6 separate regions of the Sus scrofa genome follow, and all the other regions are linked to region 3. Evidence: chromatin contacts called from public HiChIP or PLAC-seq data. All regions are on one chromosome and are shown on one strand. The core of a region is the stretch at or near the end of the contact, and the rest is flanking DNA. Distances in the headings are between cores, read along the strand shown.

What was found. HiChIP or PLAC-seq counts read pairs in DNA pulled down with a chosen protein or histone mark.
Region 1: a contact with region 3 is called in an H3K27ac HiChIP or PLAC-seq map of alveolar macrophages. The contact joins the promoter of FAM177B here to the enhancer-like site in region 3. A contact is called at or near these places in 12 of 47 Hi-C or Micro-C datasets (blood, embryonic fibroblasts, epiblast stem cells and 7 more) and 2 of 2 datasets of contacts at active chromatin or transcription factors (alveolar macrophages and skeletal muscle).
Region 2: a contact with region 3 is called in an H3K27ac HiChIP or PLAC-seq map of skeletal muscle. The contact joins two enhancer-like sites. A contact is called at or near these places in 2 of 47 Hi-C or Micro-C datasets (embryonic fibroblasts and epiblast stem cells) and 2 of 2 datasets of contacts at active chromatin or transcription factors (alveolar macrophages and skeletal muscle).
Region 4: an H3K27ac HiChIP or PLAC-seq map of alveolar macrophages shows a contact between it and region 3. The contact joins the promoter of DISP1 here to the enhancer-like site in region 3. A contact is called at or near these places in 3 of 5 promoter capture datasets (fetal liver, fetal skeletal muscle and liver), 26 of 47 Hi-C or Micro-C datasets (adipocytes, adipose tissue, alveolar macrophages and 14 more) and 2 of 2 datasets of contacts at active chromatin or transcription factors (alveolar macrophages and skeletal muscle).
Region 5: a contact with region 3 is called in an H3K27ac HiChIP or PLAC-seq map of skeletal muscle. The contact joins two enhancer-like sites. A contact is called at or near these places in 2 of 2 datasets of contacts at active chromatin or transcription factors (alveolar macrophages and skeletal muscle).
Region 6: an H3K27ac HiChIP or PLAC-seq map of alveolar macrophages shows a contact between it and region 3. The contact joins two enhancer-like sites. A contact is called at or near these places in 3 of 47 Hi-C or Micro-C datasets (embryonic fibroblasts, epiblast stem cells and heart right ventricle) and 2 of 2 datasets of contacts at active chromatin or transcription factors (alveolar macrophages and skeletal muscle).

Annotation. Positions count from the first base shown.
Region 1 is chr10:11,490,023-11,492,738 of Sscrofa11.1, forward strand. FAM177B (protein FAM177B) reads left to right here and starts at 1,342. Exons shown (of 6, transcript XM_003130514.3): 1 at 1,342-1,572.
Region 2 is chr10:11,572,318-11,575,129 of Sscrofa11.1, forward strand. The region is part of intron 1 of DISP1 (protein dispatched homolog 1); the gene reads left to right. Among named protein-coding and RNA genes, the nearest start is that of DISP1, 47 kb to the left of the region's middle. Within about 2 kb of position 1,349, at least 10 of the 83 cell types and tissues checked have an H3K27ac peak or open chromatin away from gene starts, as enhancers often do. A contact at or near this core is called in skeletal muscle, where this site is marked.
Region 3 is chr10:11,740,271-11,742,970 of Sscrofa11.1, forward strand. No RefSeq gene overlaps it. Among named protein-coding and RNA genes, the nearest start is that of WDR64, 94 kb to the right of the region's middle. Within about 2 kb of position 1,266, at least 31 of the 83 cell types and tissues checked have an H3K27ac peak or open chromatin away from gene starts, as enhancers often do. A contact at or near this core is called in adipose tissue, alveolar macrophages, fetal liver and 7 more, where this site is marked.
Region 4 is chr10:11,525,015-11,527,714 of Sscrofa11.1, forward strand. DISP1 (protein dispatched homolog 1) reads left to right here and starts at 1,339. Exons shown (of 8, transcript XM_021064356.1): 1 at 1,339-1,402.
Region 5 is chr10:11,591,031-11,593,730 of Sscrofa11.1, forward strand. All of the region lies in intron 1 of DISP1 (protein dispatched homolog 1), which reads left to right. Among named protein-coding and RNA genes, the nearest start is that of DISP1, 66 kb to the left of the region's middle. Within about 2 kb of position 1,286, at least 43 of the 83 cell types and tissues checked have an H3K27ac peak or open chromatin away from gene starts, as enhancers often do. A contact at or near this core is called in alveolar macrophages and skeletal muscle, where this site is marked.
Region 6 is chr10:11,552,838-11,555,537 of Sscrofa11.1, forward strand. The region is part of intron 1 of DISP1 (protein dispatched homolog 1); the gene reads left to right. Among named protein-coding and RNA genes, the nearest start is that of DISP1, 28 kb to the left of the region's middle. Within about 2 kb of position 1,389, at least 22 of the 83 cell types and tissues checked have an H3K27ac peak or open chromatin away from gene starts, as enhancers often do. A contact at or near this core is called in alveolar macrophages and skeletal muscle, where this site is marked.

The DNA of each region.
Region 1 (2,716 bases), core at 92-2,591, 250 kb before region 3:
GTGGGTGTGTTTTAGTGCTGTTGGAGTAGCGGTGATTTGCCACACGCTGTGAGCTTCCAGTGTACAGCCACACAAATCAGCCGTACACATTCATACATACCTGCTCTTCTTCAGAGTCTTTTCCCGTCTAGGTTATTGCAGCATATAGAGCAGAGTTCCCTGCGCTTTGCGGCAGGTTCTTGTTCGTTATCTATTCCGTGTGTGTGTGTGTGTGTGTGTGTGTGTGTGTGTGTGTAATGTATGTGACATATATATTTACACAGTCCATGTGTGTATGTCAAATCCCAAGCCCCCAGATTTTCCCTTTACCTCACGTTTCCCTTTTGGCAACCAAGTTTGACTTCGAGATGTGTGAGTCTCATAGGTGTGTTAACTATATCATTTACATACCTGCGAACAATCCTTGATGAGCTAGATTTGGAGTTAAAAAAACTTGAGCTTCTCAAGAATGAAACTGAGGCAAACAGCATGTCGTCGGGAAAATTTGGCCCTCTGAAATATCACTCACGAAGCACCCAGATCTGTGGACTTGGTGTGAAGTTGGCAGTGCTCCCAAGATTTTGGTAAATATTAAGTAGATTCCACCTTGTTTGGCGTTGAACCCCCTCGACACGACAGACACTGATTATAAAGATGAATTTTGCATCGCGCATCCTGAAACGGCCACTAGGTGGCAGAAAAGCATTCGCTAAATTGACTATGAAATTGCAGGCGCGCTCACTCTCGCTCTCTCCTCTCCCTCTCTCTGCTCCTTTTGAACCCTCTGAATTTAAAGATGAATATGTCTATTTAGTGCACAATACTATTTTGAAAGATGTGAGCCACTATTTTCGTCAGAGAGCCGGCAGAGGCGATGTCAGGACACCTGTCTATAATGCAACCAGGGTGAGCCCGGTGTGTGGGGAATGGGCACTTCTTTGGGTTTGGAAATACCTGAATTAAGAGGTGGTCTAGCGAGGAGTAAATTGACTATAATGAGACTGTTAGGCCTTATTCTTAAACTTTTGATGTCAACGCTTTTCAGCTTGGAGCAAGACGAGAAGGGCTCAGAATGCAGAAAGCAAAAAACCCTCTTGGAAAAAGTAAAGCCGCCTTGGCTGGAGCTTGCTGTTGGGATTCTCTGCAGCCACCATGTCACTAAAGCACAAGCCTGTTCAATTGAGAAGGTTTATTTCCTCCTGCTCTCCTTGGGGTGCTGGCGCCCACACTGACCTGCTCCTTGCAGCCACTGGGTCAGCCTCAAAAATAACGAGGCCCGTTTCCCATGCCTAGACAGCCTAGGCTGCAGGTGCGTCCTGGCCTTGGAATTGTGTTAAAAGGACTCCCAGCCAATCCTGGCACAGGACAAGTCTGAGGGCCCCTCGGTTGCTTTAACGCTGGGTGTGTCCGTAACCGGCCTTCCCACAACTCAAATAAGTTCTGCCCGTAAGACACACAAAGGCAGCCTTTCCACGTCGTCACACAGTCAAGGGTGAGTTGTGTTCATTTACCATCTACCGAACGACTTCCAGAACCACGATTTTGCACTGAAAAACTACACATAGGCAATTAAAGCAAGGAAAGAAAGAGCAGGTAATGCAGTTGAGTTGGGTTCTCTGCAAAGGTGTTCGTTTGCTTCTAATTTTGCTTTAGAGTATGCTGTATCTCTCATGGCACTGACTGTTTCCTTTTGCAATGGTATTATGTTCAGCATACTTTAAACACCAAGTTAAACTTGTTTTTCTGCTCTTTGGCGTCGAAGACTTAACTCTTCCTACTTCTTACCAAGGCTCTTTTGTAGTCAGCCCGGGAAAACTGTGTGTGTCCTTTAAGATTCCTCGGGGACTGGGACGCTGGGCTGGGAGGGTCTCACCACCTCGATTAGATAGCAAATTGAGCCCAGACAGGCTTCTTGTATCTCTGACCCTTGACAATGGCTTAAACTGAGCATTTCATTGATAAGATTTGGTGGCTTATTGACACACATGCCTAAACGTATGCTTGTGACCATATGTGCATTCGTGCAGTCATTGCCCATAAATCCTCTTAAAATTCAGTCTGTGGTCTTCATTTGGGTAGACGGCTGAGGATTCTCTCACATTATTGTCATTACTGACTAATTGGGAATTCTTTCCAGGATTTTACTGGTGTTTTCATTAATCCTGCTTTTCCTTTGCTCTTTCTCCCTCTCTCCTGCCTTCTGTCGGCTTGTTTATTTTCCTTTTTTTCTTCTTCTTCTGGCTTTGAAGCTCTGCCTTCTACTTTCATGATTTTTCTAGTTACCTTGAAATTGTCAACATGCACAGCTGTCTTCGCCAACCTATTCCAAAGCAATGCATAAAGAAGTCACCCCTTCATATTTTTGCTCTTGGGGTCTAATGCTTCATACTTCATGGTTTTTAACTGTGCCCCATGGACATAGCATTTTTCAGTCACTCTCAAGATTTGTCACTTTATATTTCTGTCCTCCATCTCGCTCTTGCTTCTGGGTTCAGTTTCCTTCTAGTTGACACACAATTGGATCTTACTCATCATTCAGCGAAGATATAGGAATGGTGAACTTCGGTGTTATAGGTTGTCAGATGTCATTATTTTACTCTCCATAATTGCTTAGCTGGATATTGAATTCTACATGGCAGTAGTTGATTGCCTTCTGGTCTCAGTTGCTGCTGATTTGCAGTCAGCCTTCAGCCTAACGCGCCATAGCTATTATAAATGGCAAGGTTTTCCGTCATGT
Region 2 (2,812 bases), core at 99-2,598, 170 kb before region 3:
GATTCTGTGTGAAAAGCTGCCTCCAATCAGGACCTTCATTTGGCTTCCCCTGTTTTTGTTTTTGTTTTTTTTTGTCTTTTTAGGGCCACACCCAGGGCAGATGGAGGCTCCCAGGCTGGAGGTCCAATAGGAGCTGTAGCCACCAGCCTACACCACAGCCACAGCAACAGGGGATCCAAGCTGCATCTTTGACCTACACCACAGCTCACAGCAACACCAGATCCTTAACCCACTGAGCGAGGCCAGGGGTCGAACCTGCAACCTCATGGATCCTCAGTGGGTTCCTTACCCCTGCGCCATGAGGGGACCTTCGGGCCGTCCCTCTTCTTTCACCCTGCCTTTCCTCCTCGGCCCCTCTCCTCACAGCCCTTTTGTGCAGAGAGTAAGGAAAAGAAATTCAGCACTTGAATTCTTCACACTGTGGGAGCTTTGTAAGATCAGGTAGAAGTGATAGATGTGAACAAATAATATTTGAAAGCCGTGAAGGTTATGTTCTTATATCTTCTAATTAAATGGAAGAGTGTATTATCTTCCTTAAGAAGAATGTGTGTGGAGGTAACCAACACACTAAACTATTTAGAAAGCAACGTATTTTAGCCAATGATGCGCCTTAACCTTCCCGGGATTAGTGCCTGGCAATTGTTATTATGCACTAGTAGGTAGACCCCTGTCACCAGGCTTATCAAACACAAAGGTTGCATTGTACCTGGGGTGTTCTCATTTTCATAATTCATCTTATTTGGGTGCTAAGTGCTTTCCCTGCTTAACAAAACAACATCTAGGGAGATGAGAGCTCAATTTTGCAGTGTCGAGAGCTTCCTCCTTTTTATTTCAAAACATGTTTTTTCTCCCCACCTTTGGAAGGTATTTTGACTTATTCAAACTTTGCCTAATATTAAGAGTACCGTAATTTATAAGCTATAAAAGTTTGTGATTCGAATGCTTCCTATCTAATGGGCCTGGAATTTTTCTCCAATTAGAGGAGAGGCAAGACCATTATTCTCCAGTTTCAAAAAAAAGAATGCAGCTGCTTGCAAGGGGAAAGCTAAACTAACAGAACATTTAATATTTTTGAAAAATATGTCCTGGGGGAAAAGGCTTTTCTGTTCAAAAAGATATTAAATTATTTAGCTTGGCAGCTCCAGGGTGTGAATATTTTGAACCCCATCACTGTCATTTATTTTTTATTGAGTTCACTTGGAACAATTGGAAGCCATTCTGACATGAAGTCCTTTATTAAATCTCGTATAAACTCTGGCTGCAACTGCCTGCACGTTACTGTGCTGTGCAGAGGCACGTTCCAATGTTGGTGCATCAGTGTTTAATTTTCAAAACTCAGCAAATGGCAGCACTGCAGCCAAAAATTCCTCCACTGAGATTCCTTCCGGCCCAGATGAAACTAATAGTTCCAGGCTGTGTTGCTGTCATTCATTACTAATCCAGGTATGGCTGCTCACTGGTTTTAATTTTCTTTTTCTGAACTTGAAGGCAGTGTTTGCCTTTTTCCCATGAGAAGCCAGTGATAATGTGCCTGAAGTTCCAGCAACTGCAGAGCGTGGGCCTTTTCCACGCAGACATAACTAGGCTTTGTTTTCGGGCCAGTATAGCTATAACCTCGATGACAGACACATTACAATGGAGGCTTATGGGAGGGGATTAAGGAAAACTAAGGATGTATTAGGGATTTGCCCCAAGTTTTTGAAGTTGGTGTCAGGGAAAGCAGCTGCTTCCTACCGCAAGATATCCTTGATGCCACTTGCTGTTCTGGAACAGAATGTTGAGTTGCAGGAACAATGTGTTTTCATGTTTCTTAGAATTCTTGTTGTAAAGCTAGTAGAACTTCCAGAAATATTTAAAATGTTATCACCAAGGATCATTTTGATAAAATCAGAATCAATCATTTTGCATTTTAACCTGTTTTATACTTGAAAGCAGAATGTGCAAAATAAAGATCATAGAATTTGGAATTGGATACTTCTGGCTTTTTCTCAGCTGGCTCTGTCTCTTAGGCCAGTGATCTCAGATCCCTGCGTCTCAGTGTTTCCATTTATCAAATGGGATGATAGATTACAGGGTTGGTGTGGAGATTCATGAGATGGTAGATATAAAGTGCCTCTGTAAGGCCAGGATCTCTTTGGTACTCAGCAAATGTTAGATTATGTATTTATTACCAGTTATGTCTGTTTGTTCAGTCTGTCTGCTCACCCACCCCATGCTTGCCTATTTATATTTATCTTCTAATTCTTTGTTGTCTCCCCATTTTTTTTGTTAATCCAGCTCTATTCTTTGACATTTAAAAGATGAAAAATATTCAGCATAATGGTTAAATGAATAAAAAATAAAATATCTGAAGTTCTCTCCCAAGAAGCTTCGAAGGTTGTATTTTCTTAGCGTGACTCTGGCCTGGTAGTGTGTCAGCATCCTGAGTCGGTCTGTCTCCTGGGGAGGCTTTACCAGGCTCACAGACCAGTGTACAGAGCCACTACTGTCTGCTCCGGAGAGTAAGTGGGATGGATGGGTTCTCTAGCCGCCACTGGAGTGCATGCCTGCGTAAGAAGCTGTCATCGTCGGGGGGTTTCTTGGGGGAGGGAATTGAGGAGTTCCCGTCGTGGCTCAGCGGTGATGAACCCGGCTAGTGTCCACGAGGACATGGGTTTGATCCCTGGCCTTGCTCAGCAGGTTAAGGATCCAGCATTGCCATGAGCTGTGGTGTAGACTGGCAACTGTAGCTCCGAATCGACCCTTAGCCTGGGACTCTTCATATGCCCCAGCCCTAACAAAAGACCGGAAAAAAAAAAAAAAAAAAAAGATG
Region 3 (2,700 bases), core at 16-2,515:
TCTATTAATTTAAATGCCACTCAAAGGCCACGCTTGGAGTTCCTCTGTGGCCTAGGGGTTGGGGAATTGGCGTTGTCACTGCTATGGCTTGGGTTCGGTCCCTGGGTTGGGAACTTCCATGTGCTGCGGAGTGGCCAAAAAAAAAAAGAAAGGAAAAAAGGAAAAAACAGATGAGGGAGAGCTGGCGTTGGTGGCGTTGGTGGCGTTGGTGGGGGGAAGGCTCCCTCTCGGTAGCTAAGGGAGAGCAGAGACGGTCCCCTCCCCCCACCCCACCCCCAAGGCCACGCTGGATCCTGGGAACCACATCACGCTGTCTTTCTGGTCCCCTGTGTGTGTACAGACACACGTAGGGGCAGCTCTCAGCAGAAAGCAGAACTGCCCTGAGCACACACATGTGGACAGTGACTGCACCGGACAGAGGGCACCTTAGCAGCAGCTGCTAAGGGGATGAGAGGTTTTGCTAAGTGGAGCCACGCAGCTCCCAAAGAGCTGGATCAGGCCTGGAACCCACGGCTTCTCCCACTGGAAACCCAGTCTCCCTCCCCCTACCCCCGCCTCATCCCCTCTTGGGCACACCCAAGGCATGTGGAAGTTCCCAGGCAGGGATGGAAGCTGAGCTGCAGCTGTCCCTCCGCCACAGCTGCGGCAATGCTGGGCCCTGAACCCACTGTACTGGGTGGTGCCTGCACCACCACAGAGACAGCACTGGGTCCTTAACCTGCTGCACCACAGCGGGAACTCCGAGCCCTCTTCTCAAGATTCAGTGACGCTTGCACTGGGAGCCAATGCACTTCCGCCAGGTGGCTCCAGGTGGCTGGAAAACGGTCAAGAGTCTGGGCAATACGGGCCATGCGCGCAGAGCAGCTGGGGATTTTCTCCAGCTCAGCATCCAGAGGAGCTGAATTGCTGGGTCAGGTCTGCCAGCTGGCATGGGCTGGGCGGGGCTGGCACCTGGCTGAGAACAAAGCTTGACCCCACGGCTTTCTCCTTCTGCCCAAAGGCCCATTCTCCCTGGTCCCAAAGGGTCCGTGGGCATCCAGGACTGTCCCCAAGGGATCCCCTCCCCGGTCAAGCCTTCCAAACTCCACAGCTCATCATCTGCCCCTAGAGCCCCAGTGGAGCTGTGCCCACCAGGTTTGGCACGCCCTGCACAAACAGCCATTTGTGATAGGAGGGATGTGGACACATCGGGGGCTGATGTCATTATTACTGTTACTTTGTCACAACTTCCTCTAGGCAGACACGATGTCTAAACAGGAAAGACCAGCCTTCCTGTTTGGAGATCAGCGACTTCCAGAAGCAGCTGGCCTGCAGGGCTCCTCTCCAGCCCTCCTCCCCTTCCTGTGGTTTCTGAAGATTTCTTTTTAGTCTGGAAGACCAGTGGGAAATACCAATAAAAGCCCTGCGAAGGGAAGGAGAACCACAATAGGCTGAGTTCGCGGCCGCCAGTGCGGCCTGAGACATGGGCTCTGTTCCAGAAATCTCTCCCTTGCATTCTGCCCCCGCAGGGAGAGTGGTGGCCAGCCTGACTCCAGCACATGGCACAACCCGAGGAGGGGTGGGGACAAGTGTTCTGGCCCCCATGTGGCCTTCCACAGGCATTTCTGCCTTGGGCAGGGTCTGCTGGTCACAGGTGTGGACAGTGGGGCTGGGTGTGGATGAGGCCTCTGGCCTGGAGTCCACCTTCAGGGTTCCAGGGAGGCCAAGGGCCTTGTCCAGTATTTCCACAAAACCCTAAATTTGTTCACGATTTCACTGAGCAACTACCGTATAAGAGATGTTGCCCACAGAAGGGTCTCTGAGATACCACAGTGACTGTGTGTCTTTTTTTTTTCTTTTCTTTTTAGGGCCTCATGTGCAGCATATGGAGGTTCCCAGGTTGGGGGTTGAATAGGAGCCGCAGGGCTACTGATCTACACCACAGCCACAGCAAAGCTGGATTCTTCACCACTGAGCAAGGCCTGGGGCATCCTCATGGGTACTGGTCGGGTTTGTAACCCTCTGAGCCAATACGGGTCTTCCTGCCTGGCGGGACGAGGAGGCCCTTCGGCAGAATTGGGACCCGTGGGTCAAAGTTCCGGAAAGCAGATTTTGCATCAATACAAGAATGAAGCATATTCTCAATAAGAGAGCAGGCTGACTTTACAAAGGAGGGGCCTCCCATCCTTAGAAGTATTCGAACAGAAGCGGGATCACCCCTGCCTGCCGGCAGAATTAGAGCCAACCCCTAGACTAAAGGGGGCTCAATCTAGTCACCCCCATTCTAACTGTCCGGGCCTCCTGGGCACAGTTATCCTTGGCAAGTCCTGGCGATCCCCATTTTGGGGGACAGTCCCTGGCCGCTGTTGAGATGTGGGGGCTGGCAGGTGGACCGCTCCCTACTGAGGCACCAGGTGGGGCCATGGGGGGCGTTTCTGTCTCATGAAGCCTGGATGGAATGTGGGCCTCGAGGCGCCGTGTTTGCAGAGCCTGGCGCCCTGTCCGCCGGGCCTCTCAGCTGAGGTGGCGCTGGAGGGGCTGGCTCTTCTCGTGACCAAGAGAAGGATGTTCCCTCAGCTGTTTTCAAATCACTGTGAACTTCACACTGGGGGCAATTCTGGGATCACACTTCAAAGATGCCATGCGGTGTGGGCGTATGTGCTGTGTGTGTGTGTGGTGTGTGGTGTTGTGTGCGTTAGGTATATAGCATGTGATGTGTAC
Region 4 (2,700 bases), core at 89-2,588, 220 kb before region 3:
TTTATTGAGGAGAAACACACATCCTCACCCACACAAACCCCACATACCTCACACCACACGTATACATTCTCATTCTTTCAAAGACACACCTGCTACATGATTGGGTTATTTCATGTAGCACCACAAATGGACTTCTAACCTTCCCATTGGGAGAAAGCCAAAAGCCATGTCCAGAGGTGACATTGTGCCCTCTAAGTATAGACTTTCTACGTGATGTCCATTCTTCCTTTCCTTTTACTGTCATCCTCCCTCCATGTAGTGCAACATAGTTTGTTGTTGGCAAAAGCAAAAGAAATGAAGGAACAATTTTTGTATCATTTCTTTTTAAAATGGAAAAATGGGGCTGGGTGTGCAAGAGGATATTTATTAGGCAGTATTAGCAAGCAAGGAAATAGAGGCAGCAAACAGCCTCATTAGTCTAGTGGGAATGCAGTCTTCATTCATTCCATGGTTCCCTGTGGCTTCAGCTTGCAACTCGGTTGGGGTGATGTGCCCAACCGGCAACCTGAAGGGTCCAGGCCCTAGTGGTCCTGACTTTATATAGCTGCTGCAGCTAACCACTGTCTTAACATCTCAGCATGGCAGTTGAGAATGCACCCTCACAAGTAAAATGTTCTAGCCATGATCTTTCAAGTTCTTACTTTTCTTTGGTGAATAGGTCAGTCATCCTTTTCAACCTCGTAACTCAGTGTTTCATCAGTTGCCCTAGAGATAGGCATTGATTCCCTGCTGCATGGAGTCTAAAGTTCAAATTCCTTAGCATAATGCACAACAGTCTTCCTGATCCGGCTTTGCCTCCTCTCCTAGCTTCCTCTTGTCTCTGCGATCTCAGACCTTGCTAAATTAACTGTACCCTCCTCCCCCTCTCTGATCAAGCCAAACTCCCACTGTCTGGCATCCTTCTCCTCTGCCTGCACTTCCCCACCTTATCTGACCTTTAATTCTTATTCATCATTTATTCAGTCTCAGCTGAAGAGCCATTATCTCTGGAGTCTCTTCTCAGCCCAGCTCCCTACACCCCACCACTGCCTTCAGCAGGGCCATAGTTCCTGTAATGCTGGATGATTTCATTGCACTTGTTTGCCCCTATATCTGTCCTTAGCCTATGCTTTCCAAGGGACAGGTCGCTGTTTGATTTACTCTCTGCCTGATTCATTGCCTCCCTAGCTCCGTAAGATAGGGGCGTTCTTCTCTTTACAGCCTAGTTGTTTCCTGAATGATATACAGCAGGTGATAAAAATTTGGATTAAGGTATGAAGCAATACCGCCTTGTGCTGTGATTAACCTCTGTTTATATTTATGTCAACTCTCAACTAGATTGCGAGGGCAAGGGTCAGTGTCTGAGTCATCCTGACCCTCTAGGGCTTGGGAGCAGAGCAAACCCCTGGTCAAGCGGCTGCAGGTAGGTTGGCTGATCCGCTGAAAAGGGAAGCAGCAGAAGGACACCTGGAAACCCGCCCCTTCGAAGTCCTTCTGCTCCCGCCCGGTTGCCTGCGAGCCCCCTGGCCCCAACCCTCCCTGCGCTCCAGCGCCGACAGCCCAGCGCCCCACCGGCCGGCGGCGGGAGGGGCGGGACTTCCGGTCCCTCGCCAATGCCTTCCGGTGCGAGGCGGAAGCCGGCTCCCGGTCCGGATCGGAGCCGGAGAGTCTCAGGCACTGGTCTTCGCGGTGGATGCTTTTCGGCGCCGCCGCAGCCCCGCGCCGCGGGACGGGGAGACCGGGTAGGCACGGGAGAGTCGGGACTCCCCGCGCGGGCAGAGGGAGACTCGGGACCCCAAGGTTTGAGGCAGGGGACCAGGATCGGGGGCCGGGGAGCCCAGAGGGCAGCCGCAGGGGGCTGGGGTGGGAGGCACCCGGGACCCTGAGGCCGAAGAGGCCCCGGAGGGGAGGGGGCGGCGGGTGACACCGGGCGGGATGCATCTCGAAGGAAGGCGGTCCCGCTTGGGGAGTGTCCGGGACTTGGCAGGTTGTCTGCGAGGCCGGCTTCTAGGGGAGGCTGGAGGGGAGGGTCCTTCTCCGAGGGTCCTAGAGGAGAAGGACGTCCTGACCTAACGCATCCGAAAGACGACTAGTCACCTCTTGGATGCTGAACTCGTCTTGCTTCATTTGCAATTGATGCTGGCTCTTTAAGGGAGCGTTTTACAAATTATTTATTCATTTTTTACCCGTGCGGATTTCGGGGAAAAATGTTACATGCCCAGGGAAAACTTGAACTCTTTCTCACCCAGGTCCAACTTAGGCTACATTTCTTTGTCAACAAGATCGTGCTTTAAAGTTGTCTTCATACAAGTAAGCCATGCAAAGTTTTCTTTTTGGAATCTTCTCTGCCCTGCAGAGTTTAGGTTGTCTTATTTTCTTTGTCATGGAATGAACTTCTAAATGCGTTTGGAATTACAGTGATAATTACATGGCAAATCAGTGACGTCACGTTTGCAGTTGCAGATCGTTGTTTTTCTGCCTGACTTTCTGATACATTTTTACCAAAAGTTACCCTATTGTGTTTAGTATTTGAGGGCAATTTTAGATTAGGGTGCAACCAGTTACTAGTAATTTTGGATTTACTGTTATTTTTTATTTCTGCTATAAGGAGGACATATATATTTGCCCTTGACAGTTTTTTAAAAAGTATTGATAATCCACGATCTGTTGTTATATATACATTAGCGCATTTTGTTTTCCTTATTGGACATCATGTAGTAT
Region 5 (2,700 bases), core at 36-2,535, 150 kb before region 3:
CAGATTCATTTCTGCTGCACCACGACAGGAACTCCCTGGATGTTCATTTTGTTTCATGAACATTAGTTGCTTGCTGTGTGTGTTGGGGGGGGAAGGTCTGACTGATTAGTCGTGGTGTAAGAAGAAGTGAGTTTCAACTTCTGGGGCATACCATGTGGATAGATCTTTAATCTTTAATAAGTAAATTAAAAATGAAAATCAAGTACTAACACTTTGGTGAGCAGCGATGCATTTTCTATGCATAAACCCTTCTTGCCAGCCATTTCACTCCTTAATGCAATACACTGGGGAAACTCCTGCAAAGGTACGAAGGATGTACGTAAGTAGGTTCTGTACAGCTCTGTCTATAATTGTAAAATAGCAGAACTACCTAAGTATTCATCAGAAAGGACTAGGGAAATAAATTCTGATGTCTACACTGTTAAGCAGTTAAGAATGAAATAGAGCTGTATATGAACATAAATCTCAAAACCAGCCTTGAGTAATAAAGTTGCAGAATGATAGATAGGATATGATAGTGTTTATATAAAACGTAAAATAGTGCATGTATTACCTATGGATATGTATGTTGTAGGAGTATAAGATACGCATGGAATGGAAACTCTGCATTTAGGATGGTGGTTACCCCATTTGGAGGGAAGAAATAGACTAGAACCCTAAAATGATCCACAGGGCCTCCGTTTTGCTTGTAATGTTTTATTAAAAAAAAAAAGGCAACTAAGTCAAATTAAAAGATTTTTATCAAGCTGGGAAGCAAGTCCATGGATATTCATTGTACAGGTCCTTTTATTTCTCTGATGTTTATTTCACATGCAGGCAAGGTAGATACCTGGTGTTCTAAAAGCATCAGGAGGAGAGAGACAGCGGGGCCTCTGCCGTCTGGGAGGCTTGGGTTAGTCCTTTCCCAGCTTTGCTTTGTGCTTCTGTGGCCTCCAGCTCGCTGCTTTCTCTCTGAGATCACTGGTTACCGCGTCTATAACATGAGGATAATAAACTTCTCCGTCCCAGTTTGTTGTGAGGAATAAATCCCACAGGTAAAACGGCTTTTTGTTGTTGAGATGCAGACGTGCCAAGCCCTGGGAAGGACATAGGCGTGTAACCCGCATCGTCCCCACTTTTACATAACTTGGGAGTCTAGTGAGGGAAAGAAATGATCAGTTCATCACCCAAGCGGATGTCGGTGCCATCTGTGATCTGTCTTCAAGGACAAGTGGAAAGGCACTATGAGTCAGGGAGTGTTAGGGACCACGCGTCCGTGTCCCCCCACATCCACGTGGTGACGCCATAATTCCCGCTTCAAGGTGTCTGGAGGTGGGGTCTTTGCGGGACCTTAGGTCTCAGAGTGGAGCCCTGGGGTGGGGGGGATCAGCGAGACGGAGCGAGCTCGCTTCCTCTGGCTTTCCTGCCGGAGGAAACCAGCAAGGGGGCTCTGACCTGCGCCCAGCCCTGCTGCCCCCCGGTCTCCATCAGCCTGCAGATCTGTGAGGACTCCGAGTCTTTTCAATCCCCATCGGCGGTATTCTTGATACAGCGGCGGCCGGGACTGATGAGGGCAGGGATTCGAGCCTTCCGGGGGTGGGGAGGGGGAGGCGACTGAAACGTTGTGGGAGGGGGCACAGGCCTTAGAAGGCGCTGGAAAGGGTTGCGGGTGGGGGGCGCAGGGCCGGAGCGGGAAAGGCACGTCTGCAGGCGCCGAGGCCCCGCGGCCTCATTGGGCGTGAGCTGCCCTCAGCCGGGGACCCCGCGCTAGAATTGCATCCATCAGGGCGGAGAGAAGAAACGCTTAGAAAGGCAGTTTGGAAACGGCTTGAAATAACGCGTCGCTGTTAGGGAGCCCCAGGAGGTGGGCTGCCGAACTGGCCCCGAGCGGTCCGAGCTGGTGTGTGTGGACGGCCTTGAAAGGCCAAGGACCCAGAAGCAGAAGTTGTTTCCACCAACTAATGGGTGGTGGTTTTAACTTTTATGCAATCGGAAAAGTTTGCCAGTGACGGCCCACCTTAATGGCCATCTTCTTTAAATAGAACAGACTCCTTAGCTGTGCAGATTCTAAGCTTGGGCTGCATTATGCAAACACAGAGTTAGAGCCTAAAGTAAATAGTGAGCCCGAACCGAGGAGCTCAAGTCTTCTGAGTAGATTCCTTTGTGTGCAAACGCACCGTGACCAAGGTGACGCCTCCTTCAGCTGCAGTGCTCCGTACATTCACGTGTAAAATGTTTTCCATACGTTAATGAATTGTACAGATACTTGTTGAGGGTTTACTGTGTCCGAGGCACCCAGTGCTCCGTGTCACAGGGCAGGTGTCGGCAAATGAGTGTGTTGCCTGTTGCGTCTCTGAAAGGCCACACCCCTCCGTCCCCTGCTGTGGAGCAGCTCCCCAGCAGTAAGGAGGTGACCAGAAACTGGATGAGAGGAGAGAGGTTGGGGACCATCTGTTAAGAAAAGAAAAGAAAAAAAAAATTTTTTTCTTTATTGGTCACAGCTAGAGGATGCTATGGACTCAACTTATATTCTGAAAACTGGTAAAGGGAAGGAAAGAATTAAGGGCTTTAAAGTACACGTTAAAATATAGAGAAATACGGAGATACACGTTTTTAATGGCTGCTTAAAATTCTGCTCCAGGATTAATTTATTTCCCTTAATTTATTTAACTAGTTCCCTTTTGCTGGATAATTTGTTTCTTTTCTCCTTCTCTCTCCTCT
Region 6 (2,700 bases), core at 139-2,638, 190 kb before region 3:
ATGGAATGGAGACATCGCCAGTTCTGTGTTGGACAAGCCTACCCGTACCACAGGGAGTGGGGAATCGTTTTCACAAAAACAAGGTAGATGGGTGTTTATTTGTTTTGTCACTGCTGTTTTCTTCATCAGGAAAGTGAGTTTGGAAAGCATGCTGAGTAGCAGAATCTCGGCTTTCACAGCCTGTCACAGACTGGGAGTGGAGTAGATCCCTGTCTGAGAACAGGCCTTCGCTGGAGCGCTAGGGTTCTCGGCTGTCGCAGGGCCGTCGGTGAGCGTCTTTTGTTCAAGGACGCTTCATGGGCTCTGGGTTGACAGTATTTACTATTTGGAGAGCCCGTAGCTACCCTCTTGTACCCTGCTTTTTCTGACCGTAAACTACCTTTGATCTCTGACTCTGTTGGATGATTTAGGGACGTATTTAGACTACTGGGCGGGACTGGTAGCGGGGCAGGAGGGCTGGGCCCAAGGCGACGGGGGTAGGAAAGGCCAGGCCCGCTGCTGTGCCTCGGTCTTCACCACTGTGGGCCTTTGTTGACCACGTTTCTCACCTGACCACTGCTTTGCCGTGACTGTGAGAAACTACGATGTGATGTGTGAATTATGAGGCATTCATTTCATTTCAGATGTTGTGAATCGGGCTCTAAATTCACTTGACAGAAACCAGAGCTCGCCCCAGAGACTGTTCAGGAAGTAGAATTGGAGCCTGAGGCCCTGGGCCCGATTCTTGGCTTTTCCTCTTCCTGTTTGTGTCACTCTGTGCAAAACACGTTGTTTGTCTTACTCTGTTTCTCTTTACTAAAGGGAGGGCTAGTTACTTCTGCTGCAGGTTGTTGGCAGTGAGGTTTAAATGAGACGCCAAGAGAGGATTTTAGAAAGTTCGGAAGAGCTGTGTGAATGGGACGTGTCATCGGTCGATGGGAGCCTTGGGAGGCAGGCAGTGTGTCTGTCACAAGTACCTGCAGAGTTAAGGCTCGAGTCCTGAGGTGGTGACAGCTCTGACGGCAGGGCCTTGTTCATTGTACCATGTTGTGCCAGCCTTTCTACAGAACCGTGTTTATTTCATGTTCTCTGTTTCTGAGTTGAAGCACTTTGTACCATTTATTTTCAATTTCCCCACTTCCTCCGAAGTTTGCTTGTTCCTTCTCCAGCCAGAAGGAAAAGGTGTGGCAGAGCCTAGTGCCTGGTCTGTGGCTGCAGAGAGAAGCCCCCCCTTTGCAGGCTGGTCCCTAAAGTGAGGCGGGGAGGCCGCAGGGGGCGGGGGCTTCCCTCCCCGTTGGCTGCCTGCCTGCGATGAAGGGGGCAGCTGGCAGCTGGGCATCCTGAGGACACACATGCTGAGGAGAAGAAGGTTTGGGTAGAAGCGAGGCAGAGGTAGGCTTAGCAGTTGAATGGAGAATTCAGAAAAGGAGTTTGGTCTGGGTCCGGCCGTGGACCACCCGGCCTCTCTAGAGATAGTCTGTCCCGGCCACGTGGCGAGGCCCGAGCCGACTTGCCCTCCAGGGGGCGTACTTTCCAAATGCTGCCCTTCCTATGGTTCTTAGGGCTGTAAATAGTGTTCTCATGCTGATAGGTGGTAGTTAGGACGCATTTTTAAAGACATGCTCCTGTGATTATTTTTTGTAAGTTAAATATATCCTTCAAATTAGTTCTCCTGAAAGCAAACTATTGACTCATATCCTAGCTCTGTTACATGTGGCTGTATGTAATTGGGCAAGTTAGTCAATTTCTTTTGACTTTTCTTTTCTTTTTTTGCTTTTTACGGGCACACCTGCGGCATATGGAGGTTCCCAGGCTAGGGGTCGAATCGGAGCTGTAGCCGCCGGCCTACACCACAGCCACAGTCACACGGGATCCGAGCCACGTCAGTGACCTACACTACAGCTCATTCAACACTGGATCCTTAACCCACTGAGTGAGGCCAGGGATCAAACCCATGTCCTCATGGATCCTAGTCGAGTTCGTTACTGCTGAGCCACGGTGAGGACTCCTGATTCACGTTGAGGATGACGGCAGGGTAGGGCCTGCCCTAATCTAGTTTCCTTCTCTTGATTCAGATAGCCCGAGGCTCCTCTGGGGACCATGAGCCTAGATGCGGAGGTCTGAATCTGTTGGAAGCGTACTTTTCAGAGGTGCTGGGTGCACCCTCTTCTTACTGGCCCCTCTCAGAATCTGTACCCCTTAGCAGGCCAGTGCCAAGAATGCCCTCATGCCTTCTTCCCTTCCCTGCCAAGTGCAAGTTACACTCGCTAAGTCTTAAGTTTGCCTCAGTACTTCTGGGTATAATCAGTAGGTTTCCTGGCACACTTGTTTTTTTTTCCTTCATTATTTAGGGAATACTTTATTAGTTTCTGTAATCAAACCCATGTAGATAAGACCTTCCATATTTAATACACTGCGTTACCCCTGTACAAATGGAAAAAAAGAAATTGTGTTTAACATTTCTAGACCAGTGTGGCTGTTAGTTTCTGTATGATGCCAGCCCAGCACGGTACAGCTGAGATACTTTTCCCAGTTTCCTGGCACACTTGTGCATGTTCTAATATGTAGTAATATTTTCTCAAGGAAATCCCTTCTCTGGAATTTTGGAATGCCTTCGCATGCCTCTCCTTTTTAACCTCCTATAAAAATTTTCTGATGAGGAAGTATTTCATTAGAAAACATAAAGGCTGGTAGAGGCTTTACTTGTGTTCCTTCTTGTAG